2 separate regions of the Anser cygnoides genome follow, and region 2 is linked to region 1. The links are chromatin contacts, called in public Hi-C maps. All regions are on one chromosome and are shown on one strand. The core of a region is the stretch at or near the end of the contact, and the rest is flanking DNA. Distances in the headings are between cores, read along the strand shown.

Region 1 (3,831 bases), core at 411-2,910:
CATTTCCTTGGGGCACCATTGTTTATGGTGACTGGCAAGGGCTTTCTGTATTTCATCAGGCCCTTTATGAGCACACTGCCAGGCACGTAAAGCTGCACCCGCTGCATTAGTGATCGTATGTGCAGTGGTACATCTACCCCAGCAGAAAATGGAAATGTGGCTGCCGAGGGGGGCAGTGGAAGGACTGACTGAAGGAAATCTGAAATCACTGGCTACTGTTTAGAAATACACAGGACATAACATGACGTACACTGAAATTAACATGAATTTGGTTGTGCTGCCAGTGAAAGCCACTGCAATTGAAGTAAATTGTTAGTTTTACCCTTAAAAAGTCTTGTAAAACACTCCCTTTGCCTAACCAGGAGATAGTCACCTGTCTGCTGTCAGGGTTTCTAACCATCAGAGAACAGAGGGTGAGGAGAGGCCCCTACAACACAGAGAAGGCTCCCATCTTCTTGTCATAAACAGCAAACCAACCAACCAACCAACCTCTACAGTGTTACAGACGTTTAGGAACCGGATTATATGACACCCCTGATGGCACCTGGCTGGGCTCAGTTACAGGCAGTGCGTTCCAATTGTATGTTCCCTCAGCAGCTTTGCCAGTGGCATCTGAGAATGTGAGATTGTTGATAAAAAAAAAGCCTCAAAGTACATTAATGACAAAGTGATAATATCTTTGAACTCATTTGGGTTTGTTTCTTTCACATGCTGTTCATCAACACTCTAAAATCAAAATAAACAAATGTAAATACTCCCTAGCTGAACAATGCTGACAATGCTGGCAAAAAACATCAACAGAGATTGAAGACAATTAAAACGGCAAAAAAATCTCTGGGGAAGGACCTATCTTAGATATTTTGTTTTGAAATACGTAAAGCTGACCATTCTTTTCTTCGCCTTCCCTCCTCTCCCCCCCCTCTGGGCACTGTCTTCATCCGTGCATACCACTGCATTCATTGACTGCCCTTAGGAAGGTTACAGAAAAACACCTTCTGATGGCAGCGTCCTAAAAGCAGCCACATTAAAATACAAGAAGAAGGCACAGAGTCCTGATCCCTGTATATTTCACAAATATTTGAAGAAAAGACAAAGGCATTTCTAGACCTAGCCAGCAAAAAAAAGCTTGTTATTTTGTTTTTCAAAATAAATAAATGTCAGGGACTAAAATTGCCCGGCTTATTCTGTGCACCACGCAGAGATTACGGCTGTCCCTAGCTCTGCTGGGGGAGCTGCACGAGCCCACAGCGGGCAGGGGCAGGAGCGGTGTGCACCCCCGGGCGCCCCGCAGGTGGGTGGCAGGGGCAGCAGCACCAGGCAGCGCTACCAAGCCCTGAACTGGGAGTCTGCATCCTGGCACCGACAAGCAGAAACTCGACCTGATAAAGCCTTTCTTTCGCCGAGCTCCCTCGCACTGAAAGAACATTTCCCTTCCTGCACAGGGCCAGGCAGACATGGGGGCGAGACGGGCAGCGGGTGTCGGGAGGCGAGCGGGGTGCCCGCGTCTTTGCTCTTTGCGGGCAGCATCTGCGAAACGCTGCCCACACTTCGCAAGCCGCAGGTAGTTATGGCAGCCACCGGCTGATCACACGGCGCTGTGTCGTACAGAGGCGGGCTGGCGGTGTGCTGACTGCGGAGCGGCAACACGAGAGGCTGATTTAAAAACACAGACACGTAAGCAAGGCAGAAACCCCACCTCCACGTGATTGCCTGAGAGGGATCAAACGGGTGGAAATGCCACAGATAGACACACTCCTCCCCGCATAATTGTTGCTACCACAGCTGTGGTGGGGAGAGGGGGAGGAGAGCGGATGATGCAAGGAGCTTGGCATCGCACTCAGCAGGCGCACGGCTGCTCGCTTTCCAAAGAGGCGAGGCGGCCGGCCTGGGCGCGGGCCTGGGAGCAGGCCTGGGCGCTGGGCCTGGGTGCTGGGCCTGGGTGCTGGGCCTGGGAGCAGGCCTGGGCGCTGGGCTTGGGTGCTGGGCCTGGGCGCTGGGCCTGGGAGCAGGCCTGGGCGCTGGGCCTGGGTGCTGGGCCTGGGCGCTGGGCCTGGGAGCAGGCCTGGGCGCTGGGCTTGGGTGCTGGGCCTGGGAGCAGGCCTGGGCGCTGGGCCTGGGTGCTGGGCCTGGGAGCAGGCCTGGGTGCTGGGCCGGCCTCTGCTCTTCCTCTAGAAGCTCCCAGCCTCGGCAGCCCGCCTGCGCCCACTGCGTCCAGCCGCTGCATGATTTACGCCAGCAATACCGGTTCCCAGTCACTTATTTTCAGAGCTCATTAAAAAGGGTAATTAAATGGTTGTAGCATCCCCAGCCTTAACCCTTTTTAGTAGATGAAGTGGATAATTAGGCATTGTTAGCTCCGTTTTGCATCTATGGAAACTGGTGAGAGAGGCTAATGCAAGGTCACGGGGCTACTCTGAGTCAACTCCGGACAATAATACACCAGTTACTAACTCTTTCACCCAAAAATGTTGGGATGTTTTTGTTAATTCCAAGGAGTTATACATCAAAACTGCTATTCCTGTATTATCACTGAGAAATCTCATACATAGTGGTAATTGCATGATCTGAATCAAGTCTTTGAGAGCTGGAAATGAACACTCGCCTTTATTTTTCATCTGCCAGGTGAGATAACCACCTACTCTCTATAGGAGCTGGTATTTCTGTGTGATGTAACCAACTCTTCTTACACCCCTACTCTTGTGCCAATACACAAGGAAGCAGTCAGATGTGACAAATCTGATACCTGCCCTGTGGAACTGAGTTTTAAGTTATTAATTGTAGCCGCCTAGGTACAGCCACAAAACCCTGCAACCTGTTCTCCGCTGGAGTTTTTCATTCACACTCACTGCAGCAGCAGTGCTGAGATTTCAGACAAGACTCTACCCTGAGCACACCTTTCCTGAGCCGTTCGTGAGTCACTGGATACTGCAGTTCAGACTGCTGTATCCTTCGAGCTATATATAGATCTATTCCTACAAACTATTATCTCACTTTTGGCCAGTCAGCTTGCTTCATTCATAACTGTTTATCTTGCCCTAACCGGCAGCCTAAAGATGGAACACGATTTTCAGACTATGAGTGGAGCTTAAAGAAAGCTGAATTTTTAAACACTCTCCTTTCCCTCATTTTCAAAATATCACACAAGATGCTACAAATTGAAACCCTTTATTTATTCACAATATGTGTACAAAACTGACAAGAATTTTCTCTACTTGCTTGTCTCAAACTGATTGCTAGGGAGTGGAAAAGAGTTCAAACGTTTTCAATTTTTGCTCCACTCCTACGGAGGACAAACAAGGCCTAGTAAAAGACCACGCAGGGACCTCGGGACAGTCTCCAACGTGAATAACAACTAAATCTAACAGCCAGAGGACTATCTGAGCTATAGGATTCATTGGGCTATCCCATCTCACAAATTCTGATTGTTTTCCAGAGCTTTCTTAGTAAATCTATGATTATATCCACATAGTAAAAACAAACTTAAATCCCATATTTCCATTAAAACCTACAGAAAATTTTTAACTGATTTTGAGTTGTGAGGGGGCAGTAGGCCCTTTTAGTAGTGTTTATTTAATACAAAGCACCCTACAAAAACCACTAAAGTGAAAAAGCCTTTGAAATACAATTACCTTTATCAAATGTTGAAACAGTAGAAAAAGCAGAGCTCAAAAACTGCCCTTATATTTTAAATTCTTGATGAGGGCTGAGTGGAGGATAATTTCTTGCCAAGTAATTCAAGCATAATCAAGTGAGATCCACCTGTGCCATAACACCAGCATCACACTTAGCTCGTATTCCCTTAGCTGGGTTAGTACTCAAACACGGTTCAGA
Region 2 (3,831 bases), core at 881-3,380, 130 kb after region 1:
GAAACGTTCTGGGGGAAATGCTGAGTAACTGAGATGTGATGTGGGACGGCAGCAAGCTTGTCAAGTGTCAGCAAAGTCTTCTGGCAATGTGTGTGCCCTAAGTCGAGCATTTTGCTGGATTTTTTTCCTTGGTATAAAGATTGGAAGAAAGCACGCTAATTAACTTGTTTGTAAATCAGGTTTGTAAAACTTGGGCTTGTTTTGTGGTGCAAAGAAACGTCAGCTTCGGGGATGCCTGGCCCCTTGCCACTGCCTTTCGGAGCGCCGGCTCTGGGGCCCTGACCACGCTGGGCTCACCCCTTGAGCTGCTGTTTGCTGACCACTTCCTCAGCTGCAATCGAGTGGCACAAGTGCAGACTGGAGCCCTTACCTTCACCTTTGCAGGGAGTTTGGGGTAATCCAGGCTTCGCTTATTTGTTCTTCTCTGCTGTGGCAGTTGCAGGGAAGAGATAACAGCTAACCAGAGAGTAACACAGGAAAAGTGTCATCTGCTGGCTGTTACACGGCTGTGCTGCCGCTGGAGTACTGAGGGCTGGCTGATGGGGGAAGCAGGGTGCTGACTTTTTTTAAAAAAAATGTCAGGATCGGGTTCTGTGTAGTGATAAATAAAGGTTATGGGTATGGGAGAAGCCCTATTCCCCATGTGCTGCTGGGAAGGTCCCAGGTGAGGCTGGCAAACAAATTCCCAGGGGTCCCGTCAGGAAGATGCCCCTCGCAGCCGTGTGTTCCCTGCAGAGTGCCCGTGCGGTGCCTGGAGCCGGCCGGCTCGCAGTGCGTGCAGCGCCGCCGTCCTCAGTGCGCGCAGGGCCTGCAGCCGCGGCAGGGGCATGCTGTGTGCCTGTGCCAGCCTCTCCTTGCAGCGTCCCCCAGCTCCGCGCCATCCCGCAGCCCTTCTGGAGTTTTACTGGCAAGGCAGCAGCCTGCCGCGGCCGTGTACCTGCACCTCTTCATCTTCTCACAGTCATTTCGGGTTTGCGGCCGACACGCCCTTCCTGTGGAAACCTGGTGAATAAGCACGAGGGGTGGCCGGGCACACCCAGGCACCTCTTTCTATGGGCTGTAGTTGCTATTTCCAGCCCCGAGCTGCGTGTGAGTTGTTGTTATTTTTCTCTCTGCCGGCTGCATCTGTTCCCACGGGGCCGCAGGAGCAGCGTGCCTGTCCCGGGGTGGCCGGGGCTGAACGCAGCGCGGACGTGGCGACGGGCAGCCAGGGGTGTGGTGCCGCGGTCGGTGTCACCCCGGTAGGTGCCGGGCCGCTGGCTGGGGAGCGCAGAGCCTGCGGGGGGCTGCCGCCGGGCCCTGTGCCCAGCCACGGCACGGCCTCAGCCCCTCTGCGGGGAGGCCCAGCTGCGTCGGCAGCTCCGTCCTCCTGGGCGCTGCTCCTGGGTCCAGGGGGCAGAGACGCCCCGAGGTCTGTGCTGTGGGGAGGAGAGCCGGGGGCGTGCGCTGTTTCACATCGCCCCACCTCGGGAGGGGAGCGCTGCGAGGGCCTGACCACGCTGCTCGCTCAGTTTAGTCATCTCGCAACTGCGGTTTCCCCAGCTGAGGGTTTTCTTTCTTGTATTCTTTCTTCTTCTTTTTTTTTTCTTTTTTTTTTTTCCTTCTCTCTCCGTGAGGCAAAATAACAGCAACTGATTTTTCTTCTCATGCTTCCTTCCTGACGGAACCCAAACCGCTGGGCACAGCCCCGCTGCCGGCGCGGGCCTGCAGGAGCCGTCCCCAGTGCCCCCGTCCCCCAGCTCGCTGGCCCCATTACAGAGCTCAGCAGCAGATATCTCAGCAGCATGCTTCAGCGTTCAGCCCGACTTAATGTTCAACAAGATCTGTAGGCAGGCTGGTTAAATATTAAGCACTAGTAGCAGCTGACCCGGGTCTGTGTACGAGCGGCAGTGTGCCAGGTCTCTGGAAGCCGTGAGCACGGGCAGATGCTGGTGGGGGGCCCGCAAGGATGGAAGGGGCGACAGCTTCAGTCTGTGCTGCGGGCGGGGAGCCCCCCGCTGACCTGGGTGCCTCCGGGCTCACCCGGTGCTCCTCAGCCACAGAGGAGCTCCCGCAGGTTTGGGGCTCTGCCCCTGCAGCAGACAGAGCAGGGCAGGGGCCAGGAGGCGCGGGGAGCGCGGTGGCTTTGCCCACGGGCAGCATGAACGTGCCAGGCAGGACCCCCGGTGCCGGCACAGCCCAGCCTGTGGCAGGGCGCGCGGGACCTGGCCCCACTGCGCCACCCGCCCAGCCCGGGAGCAGGGGGAGGTACGGCTGCTGGTGCAGGGGAAAACGCATTTCTGCGGCCTTGCAGTGTTTTCTGTGATCGCAATGCAGAAACCAGTAGTGTTCTGTTGGTTTGGTTTGGTTTGGTTTTTTTTTTTTTTTTTTTTTTGGTGCACCATGTAGCAGACAACACAGAATTTGCAGTTACTGTCAAAAGACATAATTTTGCACTTTGAGACATTACTATGATTTGCATTAATTAATATTAATATGGCTTTTAACCATAATAATTCTGTGGAGACAGGCGCTTATTACCAGTGCTAAATACAGAAGCGATGCGGCTTGGGATCCCAGCCCCGCAGCAGCCGGCCGGGCTGCCCTGCGCTGCTCCAGCTCCAGGGCTCGGGGCGGCTGCGGGTGCTCGCAGCGAGTGCGGGCACCTGGGCTGGGCGAGGTGCGGGGCCGGGGCAGCGCTGCGGGGCCAGGCACGGACCCGTGCTCACGCAGTGGGGCAGCCCGGTCAGCTCTAAAGGTCGTGTGCCTTGCTGCGCCTGGAGTCCTCACCCGTGGGACCGTGCTTCTTGTAAGGCTGCAGGGCTGGGCTGCGGGGTCAGGGGCGATGTTCTGGTGCACCTGCGTTGTCTCGGGTCTGTCCTCATTAAATCCGTGCTTTCTGGGAGGCTTGGGATCAGGGCTACATGGAAGGGCTTGGATGTGGATAAATGAATTTGGGAGTGTGATGGGAGAGCCAGACCTTGAGTAGAGCTAAGGGGGAAACACAGGAACAAGCTGGCCGGGGAGGCAAGGGACGGGCTTCGTTCCTCGGGTCCTCAGGTGAACGTGGACACCTGAGGAGGATGGGTCCCGAGGCCGGACAACCCGTGTCGCTGTACCATCACCAGTAACGCACTGCTCTGCTCTCTCCCCAGGATCGACAAGACAATGCTCGCCAGCCTGAAGATGAAGTGAGTACCACAATTTTCTCTTATAAAGCCACTCTCCTGTGACATGCACGGTGGCCAGTGATGGCCTAGAGCAGAGGGAGGATGCCCTGCCCTTAAAAACCAAGCAGCCAACTGAACCCACCCCCATACACGGGGCAGGTCAGGGTGGCTGTACCACAGCCGGGGGCTCTCGGTGCCAGCCCCGCGCTGTGCCTGTGCCCGTCCCCGCGGCACCGGCCTGGGCAGAGCGGAGCCGGGCAGGGCGGTGTGTCTGTCCCCTCCCTGTCTGCCTGCTCGAGGGGCTGTTTCTGTGCGCGTCACACAGCCCCTGCTCCTTACAGTCTGAGGTGATGCATGCAGCGAGTGGTTATGGTGAACAGGATGATATGCATGCTGTATTTTTAGCGGGTTTCAGGCACGCATGGTGGAATTCACAGGATGTTGGACTTGGAGGGATGGGAATGGGAGCTGGCAGGGCAGGCTGCTGGCTGTAACATCAGCAAGGTCTGGGTTCGCTCTGGTTGGGATTTGGATCTCACAGTTTTGGGAGGGGGCAGCTCCCGGTGGGATATAGGGTGTGCGGTGCCCCTTACCCTGCTGTTCCCCGTGGGCTGCTGGCGGAGCGCCGGCTGTCCCTGTCCGTGGGGTCCCCGGGGTGGTGGTGCCGCTCTGCGGGGCTGCC

The links. A called contact is a pair of places that touch in the nucleus more often than the background predicts.
Region 2: a Hi-C map of liver shows a contact between it and region 1, with 4 times the contacts expected there. The contact joins two enhancer-like sites. A contact is called at or near these places in 2 of 7 Hi-C or Micro-C datasets (both in liver).

The regions. Positions count from the first base shown.
Region 1 is chr18:12,420,496-12,424,326 of Taihu_goose_T2T_genome, forward strand. The region is part of intron 3 of MNT (MAX network transcriptional repressor); the gene reads right to left. Among named protein-coding and RNA genes, the nearest start is that of MNT, 16 kb to the right of the region's middle. Within about 2 kb of position 1,661, at least 3 of the 3 cell types and tissues checked have open chromatin away from gene starts, as enhancers often do. A contact at or near this core is called in liver, where this site is marked.
Region 2 is chr18:12,552,116-12,555,946 of Taihu_goose_T2T_genome, forward strand. RAP1GAP2 (RAP1 GTPase activating protein 2) reads left to right here. Exons shown (of 26, transcript XM_066979512.1): 3 at 3,135-3,170. The coding sequence starts at 3,148. Among named protein-coding and RNA genes, the nearest start is that of RAP1GAP2, 21 kb to the left of the region's middle. Within about 2 kb of position 2,131, at least 1 of the 3 cell types and tissues checked has open chromatin away from gene starts, as enhancers often do. A contact at or near this core is called in liver, where this site is marked.